3 separate regions of the Sus scrofa genome follow, and regions 2 and 3 are each linked to region 1. The links are chromatin contacts, called in public HiChIP or PLAC-seq maps. All regions are on one chromosome and are shown on one strand. The core of a region is the stretch at or near the end of the contact, and the rest is flanking DNA. Distances in the headings are between cores, read along the strand shown.

The links. HiChIP or PLAC-seq counts read pairs in DNA pulled down with a chosen protein or histone mark.
Region 2: a contact with region 1 is called in an H3K27ac HiChIP or PLAC-seq map of skeletal muscle. The contact joins the promoter of RFTN1 here to the enhancer-like site in region 1. A contact is called at or near these places in 2 of 5 promoter capture datasets (fetal liver and liver), 6 of 47 Hi-C or Micro-C datasets (alveolar macrophages, embryonic fibroblasts, heart right ventricle and 2 more) and 2 of 2 datasets of contacts at active chromatin or transcription factors (alveolar macrophages and skeletal muscle).
Region 3: a contact with region 1 is called in an H3K27ac HiChIP or PLAC-seq map of alveolar macrophages, with 6 times the contacts expected there. The contact joins two enhancer-like sites. A contact is called at or near these places in 1 of 47 Hi-C or Micro-C datasets (heart right ventricle) and 2 of 2 datasets of contacts at active chromatin or transcription factors (alveolar macrophages and skeletal muscle).

Annotation. Positions count from the first base shown.
Region 1 is chr13:3,516,459-3,519,158 of Sscrofa11.1, forward strand. All of the region lies in intron 5 of RFTN1 (raftlin), which reads right to left. Among named protein-coding and RNA genes, the nearest start is that of TRNAE-UUC, 53 kb to the right of the region's middle. Within about 2 kb of position 1,278, at least 34 of the 83 cell types and tissues checked have an H3K27ac peak or open chromatin away from gene starts, as enhancers often do. A contact at or near this core is called in alveolar macrophages, fetal liver, liver and 1 more, where this site is marked.
Region 2 is chr13:3,673,671-3,676,370 of Sscrofa11.1, forward strand. It overlaps RFTN1 (raftlin), which reads right to left and starts at 1,402. Exons shown (of 10, transcript XM_021071357.1): 1 at 1,091-1,402.
Region 3 is chr13:3,701,638-3,704,337 of Sscrofa11.1, forward strand. No RefSeq gene overlaps it. Among named protein-coding and RNA genes, the nearest start is that of RFTN1, 28 kb to the left of the region's middle. Within about 2 kb of position 1,349, at least 1 of the 83 cell types and tissues checked has an H3K27ac peak or open chromatin away from gene starts, as enhancers often do. A contact at or near this core is called in alveolar macrophages, where this site is marked.

The sequences.
Region 1 (2,700 bases), core at 28-2,527:
CAACAACCAGCGTTGGCCTGCTCATCATCCCCACCCCAAATTATCTTTCTCAGTCCACTCACTGGACCCAGGCAGCCACCTATTTAAAATCCAGCCAGTCAGGGCTTTTACAGGAGAAATGAGGTCTTGGTCTACAGAGCTCGTGATCCTGAGACTATTTTGTGACTTTCAAACACAACCTTTAGCAATGGAGCCACGAAGAGAAAGGTTTGTAATGGAGGGGAATCGAGCAACAGATTGGAGCCAGGGGTGGGTGGGGTGGGGGTGGTGTTCCAAGGACAGGATGGTGATCTTGGGGACAGGGCCTCTTCCAGTCCAAGGGGCCAGGGGTTCAAATGAGAGCTGCAGTGGCTGGAGGCAAGAGGGTAAGCCAGGCTTTAGTGAGTCTCTGACTTCATTTGGATTTCCTCAAAAGCAGACTCGGTGAGCTTTGGGGTGTAAGTAGTTTCTTTGGAAAGTAATCCCAGGAAACTGATTGAGGGAGCGGGGATGAGAAACAGGGAAGAAAGGAAAGCCAAGGAAAGCTGCATTCCTGAGCTATCAGTGCCGTGGCAACAGGGGCCCTGAGGCACTGTATGCACACCCAGAGCTGCCCCACAAGGGGCAGGAAGCCGGGCATTTGTCTTCAGGGATTGAGGCCACTCCAGAGGCATTAACTCCCCAGTGTATCCGCCTGTTCCAGAGAACATGGCAGGCAGCTTAGAAAGCTGTCCTCAGGTGACCCCGAGGTGGGCCAGGACACCCGTCCACCACGGTCTGCTACCGTCAAGCACAAATGCATACAAACTGGAAAGAAAAAGAAATCACAGCCTCGGCTCTCGGGAGGATGAGAGGGGAATTGAGAAGTGGCGCCAATCCAAAAAGACATGACAGCACTTGATCACAAAGAAGGATCCCCAGTCACGTCGCAAGACAGAACCACAACGTTCCCACACACATAACGAAACAGAAAAAGGGAAGGACAGAAGGAGAAGGAGAGTGTGCTGGGGGTGGGCAGGGGAAGACAGGGCCGTCAAAGTGGATGGCGGGGTGCTGACAGCGCCCCCAGCTTTCCGTCTGGATCCTCCCCAGGGAGAAGAACCGAAGCCAGAGACAGAAATAAATCTTCCAGGAAGGAAAAGGAAAGGCTGTTGGAATTGAGAGCCTCCAAAGCATGAGCAGCAATGAAATATTGGAAGAAAGCTGCCTTCAGGTGCACCGTCCTCCGGTAAACTCCTCCAGCCCGCGGGCTCCTTGGCCACAATCCTTTCTCTGCTCACATGGAAACCAGCCAAGAGAAACTGTCCCCAAATGATTCCCTTTGATGTTTTAATATTCTGACTCTCAACACACATCCGCACATGAGGAGGCACCAGGGAATTCCAAAACGAAGTCCAAGTTTGTTTACTTTGTCTCAGCTGCTCTGTGACTCTGCCATGACCCCAGCTGGAAGATTTTTCCCAGACATGGGACAACAAGTCCCAAAGGACAGGGAAGGCATTGTTTCTGAAAATGTTCTGAGAATGGCTGCAGAACTGGCCTGGCACAGCACCCAAGGAGCTTCAAGATTGCTCTGCCTTGTATTTCTATTTCTGTCCCGTTGTCTTTCTCTTGGCCCCCACCCCCGACATGGGGTGAGGGGGCCTCGTCTTTGGGTCATTTAGATCCTTTGAAGCCATAAAATGTAGTAGTCCAGAAAATATGGCAGGGGCTACACCTGTGTTTGCTGGATTGACCTGAGACACACAAGGAAAAGAAGCTAGGGCAGCAAAGGAGACAGGGGCATGGGCCTGGAGCTGGGGCTGGCGGGTGCTGCCAGCCTGCCAGCCAGGTCTGCTCAGGCCTTGCCAAGCTCCTCAGGAACAAGGAGGAAGAAGGCAGGTGCCAGGCAGTAGGGACTTGGGCACAGGATGGATGTCTGCAGTCTGTCTGCAGGTATGTTCCCAGAGAGGTGGTGACTTGCAGGGAGCAGGTGGGCTGACTGGGTCCTACCTTCCCAGGGGACCTCCAGGCCTCAGGAAAGAAAGAATTCAGAATCCGGCAGAAATCATGGAGCTCCAAGGATTAGACTGGGAGAAGGAGGAGGAGGCGGGCAAGTTAGCTGGGTTGGAAGGAAGAAGTAGGTGATGGACTTGGCCTGGGAGCCAGGCTAGATGGGGCTTGGGTCTGCTGAGGTCCTGGGAGGGGAGCTAAGATGAAACACATACCCTAGGAGGGCAGGGCAGTGGGGGGAGAGAGGGCAGAAGGGCCTCAGGTCCCACCGGATTCCTGAACCTGGGAGGAGGCTGCTTCAGACTTAGAAACAAACAGCAGGGCATCCCTGGGCCTCAGAGAGGCCTGCCTGCCAGGCAAAGAGGGGGGCTGCTGCATGCACAGCAATCCACGGGTCCACTTGTAAGGATGTTAGCAGCCACAGGACACAAATGTATTAACAGAGGCCTTCAGTGCCACCATCTCATGTGACTCCAAACTCCAGGGGGAACTACATCCCTTCTCTGCCCAGAACCCTTAAGTGGCTCCCCTAGAATGACAGGCTGGTAAGTGGCAAAGCCAAGAGTCTTTCAAACCCCCAGCCCTGAGCTGTTTCCCAAATCCAACACAAGGCTGATGTTCTCAGCACACAGAAAGCGGGCAGGTAGAGGGGGTATTCAATAGCCTTTGTTAATGGACTGAGCGAAAGGCCAGGAAGAAAGTGGCAGGTGGCTGACTTGGAGGTGGGGA
Region 2 (2,700 bases), core at 152-2,651, 160 kb after region 1:
TGCGCCCAGCATCTGAAAACAGCTGTACCAATTACAACAAGGGACTGTTGCTGGAAACAGGGCAGCCACTCAAATATAGGGATTGGTGCCAGACTTTTTTTTTTTTTTTTTAATACTTTTTGTTTGTTTTTAAAGCCCCTAACAAACTCGCTGACACCATCCAGCGTCCCTGGGGACCACCCACTAGCACATTGGGCAGCCAAGTGCAAGCAACAGGGAGGCAGCAGCATGCCTGGGTACAGCACCTTGGCCTCCAAGCCGTTCTCATTGCCAAAGACAGCGCCACACCAGGTGAAGGGCATGAGCCCTGACCCAGGAAGGGGGTGTGCATGCCTGATCACGGGGCTTCCTGAAATAAACGCCACCACCACCCCTCCCTGACCCAGGTCCACGCTGGCTTCCCTTAGCCTAGGAAATAGGTGAGGACGAGAGAAGAAACCCTCTCACAGAAGGAGAGATGCCCGTTTTTAGTGCTGGGACCCACACACACCCTGCGCCCCAAGTCTCTGAGCCTCCCGTGGCCCTGGCGCTTCCTCTAAACGCGCGGCACGTCTGCTCCCGCCGGTCCAGCACCCCTGTCCGGGGAACCGGGAACAAACGCACCTCCCAGGGCGCACGCACAACGGCAGCAGGAGCCGTCTCCGCCCCGCCCCGCCCCAGCCCACCCCGGCCTCGCGCCCTCAGCAACCCGGACTCCGCGGCCAGCTCCCGCCTGATCTTTGCCGAGGACCTCGTGCAGCAGTGTCCTAGACCCACCTGTAGCCCCCTCGGCTTCCTTCCTCGGCGCCCCGAGCATGCGGAGCCCACGGCCCTCAACAGACTGCTCTGGGGTGCCTCTCTCCATAGCGCGCCAGGGAGGATTCCGCGCCCCCCCCCACCCAAAAAAAGTTGGCCCAATACCGCCGCGTCCCACGGATCCGGCCCGACCCCATCCAATCCCGGCCAAAGGTGCGGGGAACAGGGGTGGCAGCCCCGACGCCCGAGAAGCATGCCCAGCCCGGGCAACCTCCAAGGAGGCGCCCACCGGCTCCCCCCTCGCCCCGTCCGCCGGGTCCTTCCTCCACCCCGAGTTCGGCAGGCGTCCACCTACCGTTCTGGACCAGGCGAGAAGAAGGCGCGGGCGCGGGCTCCCGAAGACAGCGTGTTCCGTCCCGGGAGGAAAGTTTGTGCCATATAGAGGAGGCGGTGCGGAGAAGGCGTGGGCGCCAGGGGGTGGGAACGTGGCCGGCTGCGAGGCGTGCTCTTGGGTCTGTCCCTCCTGCGATCTGTGCGCCCGTCCCTCCGCGGAGCCCGCGGCCGCCGCGCTCCCGCTCGCTGCGCCCTGAGCCCGGCGCGCTCCGGCTCCAGCCCCGACGCGCCCCCGTCGCCGCCGCGCGTCCGCCGGCTACACTTCCTCTTCCTCTGAACTCATGTGCAAAATATGCTGCGCCGCATCTTCTGGGGAGCCGCGCGGCCCCTAACAGCAGCCGCGGGAGCGACGAGCGGGCCCCGCGCCCCCTCCACTCGCCGCTCCGTCGCCTCCACGCAGCCCGCAACCTGTGCGCTCCCCGCTGCCGGCGACCCTAGTTGCCCCTCCTCGCAGAGGTCAGAGGTTCACCCGCCCACCGTCCCAACCCGTTTTAACCTAGGTTGCGTGCGTCAAGAACGCGCGTGGGGCTGGGAACCCTCAAATTTGGAGCTGGATACTGGAGGGCGACTGCCACCGAAGGTGCTCGTTTGGGGGCTGGGAGGACCACAGAGAAGAGAGGACCGTTCCTCCTCATGCCACAGGTGGGCCCATCCCCAGGCATATGCGTTATTTCTTAAGAGATTGTGCTTAGGGAGTGGGATCATGCCACTGTCCCCCGTGCCACACCCTAGCCCAGTTACTTCAGGTGCCCAGAAGTTTTGAGAAGATCTGGGGAACCGTCTTAGCCTGCAACTTGAGGCTGCCTGAGGAGGCAATTAAATAAATAAAAACGCCAGGCCAGGCCCACGTTAGTGAATCAAAGATGTGAGGCAGTGAGCCCATTATAGAAATCTTTCTTCTTGGAGCTTTTTAGACAAAGTAAAATTACAGTGTAAGGGTTAATAGCGGGAGCCCTAGAGCCAAATCATCTGGTTGGGCCTGCTGGCCTCCATCCATATTTACTTTGTGTGACTTGGGCAAGTGACTTAACTGCTCTGGGCCTGTTTCTTCCTTTCTTAAATAGCACTTTCTCATGGGTTCTATGTGTAAAGTGTTTAGGAAAGCACCCTATAACGTAGCTCTTATCCTTGTTATTATTGTTATTAATATTATTATAAGGAGACTGAAACAAGACAGGGGACATAATCTGATTATCTACATTTTCTGGTTGGGCAAAGAGGGGCCCTTAGGCATTGGAGCCCACAGGATGGAGGCCCCAACGGTGCTTTAATGATGTCATTCTGATACTAATAACACTCCCCAGGGGTAAAGAAGCACTATTTCGTTTTCAGGACTTCCTCTAACCACAGCTTCTGAGATATTTTCTTCCTAGTTTGCCTTCTCTGTAGCCATCCCAATTCTGTGTGCCTTCCCCCTCCTCCACTGCCATTTTGTTTCTGGTTTTTGCCCCTTTCCATTCCCACTTCGCTGCCTGCTGGTATCGCTCACCACCAGCCCCTCTAGTCTCTCTCACTCTCTCCCCTGCTTGGCTTTACCATCTAGGAGAAAACAAGATCAGATGACAGACCAAG
Region 3 (2,700 bases), core at 99-2,598, 190 kb after region 1:
GGAACTCTAGCTTCTTAGCTGGACAAGTGACTTCACAGAAGGAAAACTCGGCTTCCTTTGCAGCTAGGTTTGGCATTTGCTGAGTTCTGATCCAGAGATGTAAACAGAAGAGGCATGTGCACTTCCAGGAAGAGAGCGACCATAAAGAAAGGTGCCCTCTCCTCTGCCCCTTCTTCCTTCCTGATGAATGGAAGCAGATGTAATGGCTGGAGCTCGAATAGCTATTAGGACTTTGAGGTGAAAGAAATGCAGTGAGAATGGCAGAACAAATACACAAAGCCTGGATATTTGATGACAATCGCGCCACCAAATGACTTCTGGATGGTACATCTCCAGAGTTTGTTTATATGAGAGGAAAATACACTTTCCTTGTTTAAGCTACGATTAGTCATTCTAGATGAATCTAATCCTGATAGAGGAGTTATTGTCATCCCCATTTTACAGAAGAGACTGAGACTCAAGTTTACACAACTGGGGTACGTACATTCTGGTTCCTTGAGAACAGATGCCTCACTCTTGAGGTTGACTGATTCCCTGGCTCCCAAAGCTGATACCATGGAGGTGCTGAAAATATCCTCTTTGGGTTTCACTCATTGGAGCCAGGCCATGTGCCCACAAATATGAGCTGCAGGCCACACTTTCCTTAAAGGTTAGTCCTGAAGAGGCTTCCACTCACTGTGGGAGTGAGGCCAGGTCTTCAAGAGCAACAGACCTGGGTATGAGACTCTGAAAAATTTATTTAACATCTCAAACCTCAGATTCTTCTGTGACGGATATGACAGTACAGAGTTGTTAGGAGGACAAAGCGAAGGAATACACTGTGCCTGCCACTGACTAAGTGATCAGTAGAGGCTGGCTCTCATTATTAGTCCCTGGGGCTGACCTGGAGTCGTAGCATAATTATTCCTTTTTCCGTGTCTCCCTTTCATTTTGGGGCTGTCATCTTAAATAATATAATAACCAGCTATGTTACCAGCAAAAGCGAGTTTATTCAGGAATAGCCAGAGGAATTGCAATTCAGGATGTGTGAAATAATGGTGGACCACAGGCAAATCCAGAGAACCAAGATTTGTCTTTAAAGCCATCCTCCAAGTCTTTTATAGAGAAAAAGGGGGAGTTGGCAGGATTGAGATAACAAAAGAGTCCATTGGAGTTGCTGGGGGTCCAAAGCATGGAGGCATCTCATTGGTTGGGGGGGAACAGTCTCTGATTGGCTGGGCTACCCTAGGGCAGAGGGTAGATTTATCTTGCTGGATAGTAAGTAGAGGCATCTTCCTGATGGAAGTCCTAGCAGTACATTCCTTCCTGTTTGGAGTGATGAATGATGTGCAATGGGGCATGAGAGCTCCCCCTACAGGTCTGTCCCGACTTCAACTTTAGCTGAGGTTTATCCCCAACAAGCAACACTTTTCTCCCCACAGGGGTTACGGGGAGGGGCCCGTAACCCCTGCAAAAGCTAATCCCTCATACAATCAACTGCATCTTAGACTCAACCAGAACCCAAACATGCAGGGTTTGGTTGCCAAACCCCAGCTGTGGGCTCAAGTTTTCAAGCACAAGGCAGTTTTAGTAAGAAATTAATGTTCCCAAAATCATGACTTGTACTTGCTATGTTTCCACTGTTTGTTCTCATATAGTTGCTCAAGGAACCCCCCCCCCACTCACACAAAACATAAGGCAGCAATATTTGTCTTTAAAGCCATCCTCTAAGTCCAACACCCTCTCAGAGGTGCCTATAGAACCCATATCCCTACAGGTCTGCCTAGCAGGGTAACACAAGCGCTGCTTCTCTGTGATCCCTGCTGTCTGATGAATGAGTCCTTCTGATGTAATAACAGACACTGCATTGATTATCATGCAGCTTCCCCACCTGTAGGCCATGTGGCTTTGGGAGGTGGGGTGTACAGAATGTGTACAGGAAATCCTCAAATCCATCTGCATCCTTCACGGTCCATGAACTCAGTCTTTTACGTGTCTCCCACACGGTTAGACCCCTATTATTCAGATGTATATATGTGCTGTTGTGAGGAATAATATTTCATTTAAAGGCACGATACTAATATTAGATAATCGATAGGCACTAAATGCATACCCCTTATCATGCAAGAGTTAAAGCCCTAGGAGTTCTGTTGTGGCTCAGCAGGTTAAGACCCCAACTAGTATCCATGAGGATGTGGGTTCAATCCCTGGTCTTGCTCAGTGGGTTAAGGGTCTGGCATTGCCACAAGTTGCAGCATAGGTCACAGATGTGGCTTGTATCCTGCAATGCTATGGCTGTGTCTGTGTCTGCTGTGTAGGCAAGCAGCTGCAGCTCCAGTTTGACCTCTAGTCCAGGAAGTTCCATGTGCCACAGGAATGGCCCTAAAAAGGAAAAAAAAAGAGTTAAATGAATCCCTAGCTTAGTGCTACTCAATGAGAACTTGCAGAAATAGTCCCACAGCTAGGGATTCTCACGTGGAGTTTCAGCTGCAGATCGTGGAGACCACCAGACCCTCTGGTCACCCTCAAGTCACATTGGACAGGTATGCTGAGAAACACAAATCCATGGCCTTGAACAGGGGCAGGTGCACTCAGATGGCACAGCATGCACCACCTCCTTCCCTCTTTTCATGTGCATCACACACCCAGTGCACAAAATCATAACCACAGGCAGCAAAGAGAAGCAGCAGAAAGACTGAGGGACTCACATGGGAACAAGTG